Linked DNA regions of Sus scrofa: all the other regions are linked to region 4. A link is a contact called in public Hi-C, HiChIP or PLAC-seq and promoter capture Hi-C data. All regions are on one chromosome and are shown on one strand. The core of a region is the stretch at or near the end of the contact, and the rest is flanking DNA. Distances in the headings are between cores, read along the strand shown.

Region 1 (2,700 bases), core at 121-2,620, 180 kb after region 4:
CAGCAAAGCGGAACCTCGCGAGTCTGCGACCTACACCACAGCTCAGAGCAACGCAGGATCCTTAACCCACTGAGCGAGGCCAGGATTCAAACCTGTGTCCTCACTGATGTTCGTAGTGTTCGCTAACCGCTGAGCCAGGACGGGAACTCCAGGCAGGAGTAGTTCTGATTCAACTCCTAGCCTGGGAACTTCCATGTGCCTGCAGGTGTGGCCCTAAAAAACCCCATCAAAAAAGGTTAATTCCTGGGGGTTCCCGCTATGGCCCAGAGGCTTTATCAGACTTGTCTCAGTAAGGGTGCCCAGTAGATCCCGCTGGGCACAATGGGTTAAGAATCTGGAGGAGTCGCTGCCCCTGGCGGGCATAGGTTCGGAGGAACTCCGAAGCTCCCGCTGAGATTCATTGGATCCCTGGCCTGGGAACTTCCATATGCTGCAAGTGCAGCTGAAAAAGAAAAATAAAGTGAATTCCTGGGTCGTAAGCCTCTAGATCAAGGAAAATGTCCTGAGTGTTACTACAATCTAATCATGTATCTCCCTCTCCTCACTAGTAAAATTAGTAAAACATCTCCTGCTCTGTCTACCTCAGAGCTGTTGTGGATTAAGCTAGGAACAGGGTTTATGAAAACATTATGCAGGGCACATTGCATATTGTTGTTGCTTATTATACGCAAAGAATAAGTCAAATTCCCAAACCAAATCCAAATGATTTCTTAATCTTTTGCAGTTTTCTAGACTCTTGTCCTTCAGTTAGTTAAGAGAGCTCCATGAGTGCGTCTATATAATTGCTATTCTTTATCAGTAGCAATGCACAGATTACGGACAACCGCGATTGCGCGACTTTGGGCCCGCTGAGTCAAAACTCTCACACTTAGGTCTACAGGTTATTTACTCCCAGTTTAGGGCTTTGGAGTCACGTGGCAAGTGAAACCAAACCAAGCCTCTGCCCCCATTCCGGTAACTCCTCCCGCCCCCGCTTTCCTACAGTTTGTCTTGGGGCTCATACTCCGCCCTTTGGTCCAGAGGAATCAAATCCCCGCCGGACAAATAAGCGCTTCGGCGGCATTGGCCTCACTCCCTCGCTGACTGCACATTCCGACCAGTTACCGGGGAGCCTATCTCGAGACGGTAATCTCATTGGCTCAATGCCCTGCCCCTCAAAACCCCTATGTCTTTGGCTTCCAATCAGATTCAACCTTGGGAAGAGCGCCACGGGGTGGGGGAGGGGTGACTCCGCAAATCTTAGGCAATCCTGTGGATTGTCTTCGCCGTGGTCTCCCTCCTAGAAAATTGACCACCAGAGGACAAACACTCAAACATCCTGTGCTCCAGTCACAGCCATCTCTATCCTTCCCTGAGGAGCTACCAAAAACCTCAGGAAGACTTGCTATCGCTAGGAGAAACTGAGGCAGAACGGGCAAGGCTGCTGTTTTCCTTAAGTCGGATTTGTGGACGCCCAGCCTCTTAACCTCCTACTCCCAGATACTGCGTCCCTATGGTGGCTCCTGGCTAGGTGCGACCCACTTTCCTAGTGTAAAGCTGGGGGCGGGGTTTGGCTAGGCAGGTCCAGGATGTGAGATCCTGGAAGAAAGAAAAGGTGTAGTGTTTGGGGCCGTCAACGGGCTAGGCTGGCCTGGCTGGGCTGGGCTCTTCGGAACAGGTAATACCCGGGGCAGAGAGGTGGCTGTTGCTCTAACCCGAGATCTCCGGGTGACAGGTGAGGGGGCTGCACAGGTGAGGAAGGGGAATAATGGAAGAGGGAGAGGAACCCAGAAACTGTGTGTGTGTGTCTGTGTGTGTGTGTGTGTGTCGGGGGTCGGGGGGGGACCATCCTCCTCCTTCTGCAACTCAATCCACCCCACATGCTTCCCCGCAGAAGCATGGATTTCAGAACCCCTGACCTACTGGATGTGTGGCTGGAGCCCCCAGAAGATGTCTTCTCAACAGGATCCTTCCCCGAGCTGGGACTCCACTGTTCACCTCCAGAGGTCCCAGTGACTAGGCTACAAGAACAGGAGCTCCAAGGCTGGGAGTCCAGTGGGGGCCGTGGCTGTGTGAGTGTGATGATTGGAAGTGGGTATGAGTTGAGACAGAACTCTGTGATATAAAGTCCAAGAGGCTTTAGCCTTCACTCAGAGGTCCAAAGACAGAGCCCCTAAAATATTTATTTTTTTGCCCGTGCCCATGGCATGCAGAAGTTCCAAGCCAGGGATTTAACCCATGCAACAGTGGAGACCCAAACCACAGCTGCGACAAGGCTGGATCCTTAGCCTGCTGATCTGCCAGGGAACTCCAATAAAATAGACATGCGCTGTAACTATCCTAATATCCAAGGACAGAAGGAGCTGAAACTGAAGCATGAAGGATCATCTAGTTTTGACATCAGATAGGACTTCCAGAATTCTTTCTTCCTGTGTACATATGTACCCTCTTCTATGTAGGGTCTTCAAGAGAGTGAGCCTGAAGATCTCCTGAAGGTTTTCATTGATCCCAATGAAGTGTACTGCTCAGAAGCATCTCCTGGCAGTGACAGTGGACTCTCCGAGGATCCTGGTCATCCAGACAGTCCCCTTGCTCCCAAACCCCCCGGTTCCCCTGCCTTCTATGAGGTCGTCTATGAGGCGGGGGCCCTGGAGAAGATGCAGGGGGAAGCTGGGACAGCTGTAGAACTTATCTCCATCCAGCTAGGTCAGTGTTCTTTGT
Region 2 (2,700 bases), core at 103-2,602, 160 kb after region 4:
CCGGCGCTCCCTCCCTTCCTTCCCCGCCCGCTGCCCCGCCCGGCCAAGCCCCTACCTGCCTGCCCCGCGACTCCCCGGCCGGCCGGCCCGCAGGCGGGTGGCTCGGAGGGCGGGCTGGCGGGCCGGCGGGCGGCGGGGCTACCCGGCCCCGGACATGGCGCACCCGACTCGGGCGCCGCTCCCGCTGGAGCGGCGAGTGAAGGAAGAAGAGGCGGCTGAGGGCGGCGGGGCGCGGGGCGCTGTGGAGGGAGATCCGGGCGCTCCCAGCGTCCCCGCCGAGCTGCGCCACGCGGGGACTGTGCTGCCGCGCCGCTCGCTCGCGCTGCCCGGTCCTCCCGGCTCCCGCTGCACTGGGGGCCGGGTGCTCCTCCGCGCGCCCCGCTTTCTCCGCTCCCCCCACCCCCCTCCCGGGCTGCGGGCGCTGCCGCTCCCCCCACCCCCCTCCCCGGTCGGCGGCCGTGACCCTGGCAGCGCCTGCCCAGCGCCCGGCCGCCTGCAGCGCGACCCCTGGCGGCTGGGAGGGCCCCTTGCACGCAGGCGACTTGCCACCAGCCAGCCATAGCCGCAGGACACTGACCCCAGGCGGCCCTTGAAGTCCAGGGCGCGCTCCCGTCCCGCCCTTGGTCCTAGTCAGATGAGGTCTGCCTGCCTGGGTGAAGGCCCTGAAAGCCTGGTTTCTGGAGACCCAGGTGGCTCCCCCTACTTCCAGGTTCAGTCCCTCCTACATTCCCTTCCAGGCTAAGCCAGAATCTCTCAGTTCTCTTTTCTGAAAACGACAAGTTTTGGAAAGGGGAAGAGAAGAAGCCAGGGTGTGGAAAAGCAGCAGAGATGGGGGCAACGAAGGAGGGGCCCTACTCTCCTGACTGCTGTGTGGGGAAGAGAGGAGAGCAGAAGCTCAGATGGGAAGGATTCCAACCCAAGCCAGAAAAAGGCAACGTCCTCAAAACAAAGTTGGCACGCAAGCCTCAGCGAATGAATGAGAAGAGTGGAGAGCACGGAGTGAATTCGTGCCTAGTGAAGGGGCAGGAATGGGATTTATGGGCTTCCCTGAGACCTAGAGGCATGGGGTCCGAGACAGGCTGGTACCACACCTAACTTCCAGGTCCTCTAGGCTTAAAGGACCATAAAGAAGAGGGAGCCGACCTGAGACCTACCTGGTGCAGGTAGTTTTTAAATACTCTCTCCTTGGGGGCCTTAGCAGTGAGACCAGCTACCCTCCTGGGAAAGCTGGGGTCATTGTACCAGAAACGTTCAGAACCCAGAGCTCAGCCAGCAGTCACCTCCTCACCTCCCAACTCACTGCCAGGCCTCACGGTTGAGGAAGAGCAGTAGCTTGTCTGGCCAGAGTCCTTGTCCTCTGATGCCGCTGCAGCAAGGTCCTGGTCACATGAGAGGGCATACATCCGTCCTACCACAGGAGCCTACACCCAGCCTGGACCTCCATATCCAATGCTGCGTACAAATTCTGAGGCTGGGGGGCACCTTCCACCAACCACATGGCATTGACAAGATGCAAAACCGCGTAACCGACAAAAGGGCCTGCACCCCAAGAACCTCCTAGATCCCCGTTGCATCCCAAACAGTAGCCAACCACACCATGGGTTTGATATGATTTTTTTATTAACATATAATATATTTAATAAAAAATAATATCCACTCTGGCTCTTTCCTCCATTGCAAGGGGAAGAGTGGCGAGGAGGGGCTGGCACTGCCCACCCCTAGGCATCCGGACAAGCCCTGCCTCCGGGGCTCCCCTCTACCCCCCTGCTTTCCAACAGGCTCTGACCTCCAGACAGACGGTTCAAAGTTACAAGTGCTTCAGGCCCTCCCTTGAGCTCCCCTAGGCCCACCCTTTGTGCAGAATTTAGGGGCCACCTGGACACACCCCTTGCTTCTTCTCATTCTTAGGATCCCTCGTTCACGTTAGAAAGAGGATCTGGGGGCAGAGAGTGGAGTCTCTACTGGCCAGGGGGAAGGGAGAAAAGGGACAGTGACGGCGGGGGACAGGGCCGAGGAGAGGGATGGCGATCAGGTGCCCTCACTGCAGCCGGTCACTGCGGAACGAGTCCTCCACAGCAGGGTCGGGCAGCAGGGCACAGGGGTCGCTCAGCATGTTGAGCCCCTCCAGGCCCAGTGGCTCCATGCGCAGCTCCTCCTCCAGCCCCAGGCCCAGCTCCAGCCCAGCCGTGGACACCTCGAAGCCAGGCACTCCAGCCAAGGCTGCCGCAATCTCCTTAGAGAAACCTGGGGAGGATTCTCCTGTGTGGGCAGAACAGACAGGTGAGGACCCCACACCCTGTCAACGCCTCCAAGGTCCCCTTGGCCTCCTGCCGCGCCACCCAATGTGTCACGCCCTCCTTCCATCCCCTGTTACCAGCCACATTTCTTACCCGTGAGGATGATGTTGGGCCCTGAGCCATGGCGGGAACAGTGGGTTAAGTTCTGGTGGTTGAGGGTGTGGGGCTCCTGGGGGCCACTCACTGGCCCCTCACCCCCTAAAAATCCAGGCCCTTCGGAAAAGCCAGAGGCATCCAGCGCCAGGCTGGTGGATGGGTTGTCCATGCTGAACGGCTCCAGCTACGGACACACAGACAGGCCTTGAGGAGGAGGCCTTCAGAAGAGGGTGCCCCTGCCTGCCTGTGCCTAGCCCGGCTGACACATCCCCCGGCCCAGAGATCTTCACACACACCCCTACCCCAT
Region 3 (2,700 bases), core at 13-2,512, 190 kb before region 4:
CACCACCTGGTCCTTGTTCCGGTCCAGGTCATCCATCAGCTTTGCGATTTCAGCATCCTGCAGCTTCTACCGGGTCAAAATGGGAAATCCAGGACTCAGGGGTGATGAGACCTTGGGTTCTCTGCCTTTCCCCCTCCCAGGCAGCCCTCTCTCAGACAAGTGGCTCTGTGCTCACTTGTCACCAAAACTCTGAGCCCACCTTGAATTCACTTGGCTTGACTTCTCTGCTGCTGACTCAGGAGGAGTGAATACCAGGCTGGGAATATCCCCAGCCCCTCAGGGCCCAGGGGTGTGGACCAATGGTCCGGTAAGGTCTAGGTCCCCGGAATGTGAGTAAGTGTGAGTCACAGGCACCTGGCGCCTGGCCTTCTCCCAATCCTGCTTCTAAGGGGGGGGGGGGCAGGGGAGACTCACTCACCGCCCCAATGGTGAGTTCCTTCTGGATCAGCTCCTTCAGCTCACTCTTGCTCAGGGTGTTTTTGTCACCCTCCCGGCCGGAGTACTTGTGGAAGATGGCCACCAGGAGGCCAATAGCCTGATCCAGAGGGCATGCCATGGCTGAAGGCTGAGTTCAAGGCTGGGGGCAGAGGGGCTGGTCAGTGTCCTGGGCCACACGGAGGTCTCACTCCTCTCACTCACCGCAAGCCCCAAGACCTCTGCCCCCCACCCACCCACCCCCATCCCCACCACCACCCACCCCCGACCCCAACTCCCTTTGACGACCCTGCCCGGACCACCAAGTAAGTGTCAGGTGACCTCAGGAGACAGCTCGAGGCTTGAAGGGGAGGAAGAGGGCAGACTCTAGAGCCTAGAGATCTGTGGCCTCCAGGGAACCAGAGACGAGGTGGCTCAAGGATTCTAAGCAGCAGACAGGAACACAGCTGAGAACGCTCCTCCAGGGGTTGCGGGAAAGTTGGGGCGGATGTTGCGGGGCGGGGGTGGAGACGGCGCACCCAGCCCTACACACAGCCTTCCAGGGCCACACACGGCGGCGCTGACACGCCCGCCCGGGACACACCCTCCCGCACCCCAGATGGGCCACTACCCGGAGCCGCCCAACGGACGCCTTAGCCCTGGGCCAGCCTGGCTTCTCCTGCCTCTCCCCGCCCGCCCGGCAGCCCCGCAGCCCCAGGCTGGATGCCGAGCCATCCACCGCCCGCGGACCAAGCCCGGGGCGGGCTGGCTCAGAAGGACCGGGGCTGCCCTGGCCAGGACTCACCACGGCGGCAGCGACGGGAGCAGGGAGCGGCCGAGGGGATGCTGGGCTCTGGGGCCGGCCCGCCCGCCTTATAGAGGCGCGTCCGGGAGGCCGGCTCCCCACCGCCCACGGCCCGCCCCGCGCCCCACCCTGTGCTCGCCGTTACACAACACCAGGGCCCCAAAACTTTCCACGCCTCCTGCCCCGGGGCAGTTCAGGGCTCCGCGGGGTGGGGGGGACCTCGAGGGGGAGGGGGTCCCACCTGCAGCCAGCCGAGTGACCTCGAGCTCCTTCCTAACCCCTGAAACCCAGTTTGCAGCCACCCACCCCCCAGCATCGTGATGTGACAGGCCAGGGCAGGACGCTGTCACTGACGCTGGGGGGGCTGCCGGAAGTGGGTGGAGAAGGGAGAGAAGGGTGCCCCCTTCCCAGGGCGAAACCTAGATGAAGGGTGGGGAGCGGCCGGTGGTCTACAGAATACAGTTTCAAGGACTTCTCCAACACCCATCCGCCAGCGGAAAACGAATTCCTACCACCATCCTGCTCCCTTCCCCAACCCCCTCCCCCACCCCGAATTCCAGAATTGCACACCGGAGCCTCCTGCAGCTTCAGGGGCACACATGCCAGAGCCAAGCCCTGTGTCCCTAGTTATTTACCCTGCAATGCAAAGTTTCTCAGATCCTCAGTGTTTTTTGGTTTTGGGTTTTGTTTTGTTTTGTTTGCTTTTTAGGGCCTCGGGTAGCTGCTGGCCTCTGCCACAGGCACAGCAACGCCAGATCCGAGCAGGGTCTCGACCCACACTACAGCTCATGGCAACACCAGATCCTTGACCCACTGGGGTGAGGCCAGGGAATCGAACCTGCAACCTCATGGTTCCTAGTTAGATTCAATTCCGCTGCAGCACAAGGGGGAACTCCTCTCAGATCCTCTCTGGAGAAAGGCTTTTGATATGGGGAGGTGGGAAAGGCAGAAAGCCTAGAGGTGATTGAGGTGGCATGCGGGGTAGCAGGGCTTGTTGCAGAGAGGGAAACGGAGGAGAGGGAAAGGGGACTGGCCTGGAGGTCAAGGCCACACTCCCCTTTCTTACCAGCGTCCTCAGGGTGGCCTCCTGTGAGCTGGTGACAAGTCAGACTGGCCTGTCCACCACTGCCCCCAGGAACCACATCCCGGCTGCCTCCAGTGTCCTCACCCTCTAAGCACTTTCTCCTTAACTTTCTCTGCATAGCCGAAGCACACCTCGGAAGCCATCAAAAGCCTGGCCCAACTTCCCCATTTTCCAGGAGGGCCATGCTAAGCCCAGACACACTTAGTCACATCCACACCAAAGGACAGGAAGTGGAGAGGGAGCCCAGAACCCTAGCCCCCAGAAGCTCTCCACTCACTGAAGGGGAATCGCTGCCCTGCCCACCGCACCCCCAGCCAAGATGGACAAGACATCTTCCAAACCAGCCACGGACCCCTGGAAAGGAAAATCTTTATTTCCTCTGCGGGAATGGAAGGCT
Region 4 (2,700 bases), core at 128-2,627:
CTGGGATGCCCTGGAGGCTTGTGTTGGCCTGAGGTTGGCACTTTGAGCCCAGGGAGTCCCAGAGACATGTTCCACAAAACTGTCAAGAATGGTCCCATTTCCTTGGTTCTGTTTCTTTTTTTTTTTTTTTTTTTTTTTTTTTTTTTTGGCAGAGATAATCGAATTTTTAAAAGTTGTTTTTAAATGACAATAAAACAAGCCAGAATCTCTTTCGTGCCGGAGTTGCTGCCCCCACTTACTCTGTGCATGTACAGGTGGTCTCCATTTAATGGGCACCCCACCTCGTGGCTTCACAACTTCCCCTTCCCCCCCCCCCCCCCCCCCCCCCCGCCCACCTCCTTGTCTGGAGCAGGAGGGCCTTGGCTTTACCCCCATCCTTCTTGCTGCCTCGGGCAGTGCAGGCCAGACACTGGGCTGTCCAGGCAGAAGTTAATGCTGACACCATCTCCCAAAGGCTGTCTTGTCCTTAGCCATCTCTCAGTGTTATATGCTAGTGCTTACCAACTGCTGGAGAGGACTAGGTCTTGGGCGGTGAGAGAGGCTCCCAGCTCGGATCTTAGAGAGCAGAAGCATGCCTAGCGGAGAGGGCTCAGACACCTGGAGAAGGAACCCGCCACAGTCTGGCCACCTGCCCAGCCAGGTGTACCAGCAAAGAGCTCCTTGGCTATGCTTTTGTCCCGCTGCTGTCCTGGGAGGCTGGGTGGCAGGCTGAGGAGAGAGGTTTGGGCTGACTTCAGACAGCTCCTCCTATTCAGCCTGCAAATTTGTCTTACAGAACCCGGGTTCTCCCTTCCCTCAAAGCTGCTACAACTTTCTTTGAAAGTCTAAACTGCCCGAGGCCTCCTTTTTTCCTTCCTCTCTCCTTCCCCGGTTTCCTCTGCCCCAATTAAAATCAGGATGGAAAGCATTCACTGGCTGGCCCCAGTTATTGTACCTTTGCCCAAAGGGACGGGCCTCTGCGCCACGGCCCCTCCAGAAATCTGACTGAGCCTCCACCTTTCCCCTACTTAACCCCACCTATCTCCTGGGGCGGCGGCGGCGGATGGAGGGAAGGCTTGGGTCTGGCTGTCCTGCCGGGACTTGCAGCACCATGTGGGCAAGGGGCCGAGTTCTTCAGTCTCTTCTGGGAGAGAGCAGCGTCACCCTCCCATCACGAGTGAAAATGGGATGAGAGGGAAAGACAGACTTGGATCCTAGCGCCCTAGCTCTCTGGCTGGGAGCCCCAAGTCCAGCCAGATGCCTAGATCTTCCTAGAGAAAATCGGAACGGGACCAGACCCTGAGACTGAGGGAGGGCGGGAGCAAGCCCGAGACCTGGTAGGGTGCGGGGAGGGAGCGCGCCTGGGGCGGAGCGTAGCTGTGGGGAGGGCCGGGCGTGCGGGGCCGTCCCCCACTAGCACTCCTCCGGGGCCTCTGCTCTCGGCCCGAGGGGAGGGGGGCTGGGTGGGTGGGAAGGGGCGTGTGCCAGCGCGCGCGCTCCCGGGACGGAGAGGTCTAAGCGCTAGAACCAGCGGCCTCAGTTTTGTAGAAGGGAGCATCGGGGCAGTCTGTGAGCGGCTGGGGCCAGACAGGACCGAGTCGAGGGAGCGGGCACCATGGCCGCCTTCCTGCTGCTACCCCTGCTGCTGTTGCTGCCGCTGCTGCTGCTGCTGCCGAAGCTGCGCCTCTGGCCGCAATTGCGCTGGCTCGCAGCAGACTTGGCCTTCACTGTGCGCGCCCTACGCTGCAAACGGGTCCTTCGAGCGCGTGCCCTGGCCGCGGCCGCAGCCAACCCGGAAGGTCCCGAGGGGGGCTGCAGCCTGGCCTGGCGCCTGGCGCAGCTGGCCCAGCAGCGCCCGGCGCACACCTTTCTCATTCACGGCGCGCGGCGCTTTAGCTACGCGGAGGCCGAGAGCCAGAGCAACCGGGCTGCGCGCGCCTTTTTGCGCGCGCGAGGCTGGGACAGGGGGTCTGGCGGGGGCGGCGGCCCACGGGGCGCCGGGGAAAGCCAGTGGGCGGCGGCCGGAAGCGGCGCGGCGCGGGCCGGGCGGGAAGGGGACGGCGCGGCACCTCTGGCACCTGGGGCCACCGTGGCGCTGCTGCTCCCCGCCTGCCCAGAGTTCCTGTGGCTCTGGTTCGGGCTGGCCAAGGCCGGCCTGCGCACCGCCTTTGTGCCCACTGCTCTGCGCCGGGGTCCTCTACTGCACTGCCTCCGCAGCTGCGGCGCCCGCGCGCTCGTGCTGGCCGCAGGTAAGGCTGCAGCACTCGACAGACGGGGGCGGGGCCAGCCACGGAAAGGGGCGTGTCAGGGGGGCCGAGAAGAGGGGGGCTTGGAACTCGCCGGCAAGCTTTCCCTGGGGCGCGGAAAGGGTGGGGAAACAAGTCTCCGGGTTTTCGAAGGGCTGGAGCTGGGTCTCTGGTTCCCCAAGGATTTCCGTAGAGTTGGGCTCCAGGTCCCAGACTCCTGAGGGGACGTCCGTACTCTTCAGCCTCACCCCGGAGCAGTGCGAGTGGGGTTGGGGGAGCGAACAGGGCAAAGGGTGGGGAAAGCTTCTGGAGAGTGGTTAGAGCCATGGAGCTATGCTTTCCCACCTCATCCAGAGTTCCTGGAGTCCCTGGAGCCCGACCTGCCGGCCCTGAGAGCCATGGGCCTCCACCTGTGGGCTGCAGGTTCTGAAACCTATCCGGCTGGAATCAGCGATTTGCTGGCTGAGGTCTCAGC

The links. Promoter capture Hi-C pulls out the DNA fragments that hold promoters and counts their contacts. Hi-C and Micro-C count contacts between places; a contact is called where the count stands out from the background. HiChIP or PLAC-seq counts read pairs in DNA pulled down with a chosen protein or histone mark.
Region 1: a contact with region 4 is called in a promoter capture Hi-C map of skeletal muscle, with 7 times the contacts expected there. The contact joins the promoter of CREB3L4 here to the promoter of SLC27A3 in region 4. A contact is called at or near these places in 2 of 5 promoter capture datasets (fetal liver and skeletal muscle), 3 of 47 Hi-C or Micro-C datasets (heart right ventricle, liver and skeletal muscle) and 1 of 2 datasets of contacts at active chromatin or transcription factors (alveolar macrophages).
Region 2: a contact with region 4 is called in an H3K27ac HiChIP or PLAC-seq map of skeletal muscle. The contact joins the promoter of DENND4B here to the promoter of SLC27A3 in region 4. A contact is called at or near these places in 1 of 5 promoter capture datasets (fetal liver), 1 of 47 Hi-C or Micro-C datasets (skeletal muscle) and 2 of 2 datasets of contacts at active chromatin or transcription factors (alveolar macrophages and skeletal muscle).
Region 3: a Hi-C map of epiblast stem cells shows a contact between it and region 4, with 2.5 times the contacts expected there. The contact joins the promoter of S100A6 here to the promoter of SLC27A3 in region 4. A contact is called at or near these places in 3 of 47 Hi-C or Micro-C datasets (embryonic fibroblasts, epiblast stem cells and undifferentiated spermatogonia) and 1 of 2 datasets of contacts at active chromatin or transcription factors (alveolar macrophages).

Annotation. Positions count from the first base shown.
Region 1 is chr4:95,721,478-95,724,177 of Sscrofa11.1, reverse strand. CREB3L4 (cAMP responsive element binding protein 3 like 4) reads left to right here and starts at 1,370. Exons shown (of 10, transcript NM_001123102.1): 1 at 1,370-1,510; 2 at 1,874-2,051; 3 at 2,439-2,685. The coding sequence starts at 1,878.
Region 2 is chr4:95,744,530-95,747,229 of Sscrofa11.1, reverse strand. It overlaps DENND4B (DENN domain-containing protein 4B), which reads right to left and starts at 1,352. Exons shown (of 28, transcript XM_013997083.2): 1 at 578-1,352. It overlaps CRTC2 (CREB-regulated transcription coactivator 2), which reads right to left. Exons shown (of 13, transcript XM_021089801.1): 12 at 2,391-2,577; 13 at 1,600-2,259. The coding sequence ends at 2,039.
Region 3 is chr4:96,096,826-96,099,525 of Sscrofa11.1, reverse strand. It overlaps S100A6 (S100 calcium binding protein A6), which reads right to left and starts at 1,262. Exons shown (of 3, transcript NM_001044557.1): 1 at 1,220-1,262; 2 at 419-577; 3 at 1-66. The coding sequence starts at 556. It overlaps S100A5 (protein S100-A5), which reads right to left. Exons shown (of 3, transcript XM_021090792.1): 3 at 2,656-2,700.
Region 4 is chr4:95,902,276-95,904,975 of Sscrofa11.1, reverse strand. It overlaps SLC27A3 (long-chain fatty acid transport protein 3), which reads left to right and starts at 1,377. Exons shown (of 10, transcript XM_013997096.2): 1 at 1,377-2,228; 2 at 2,580-2,700. The coding sequence starts at 1,595. It also overlaps a transcript of INTS3 not described here.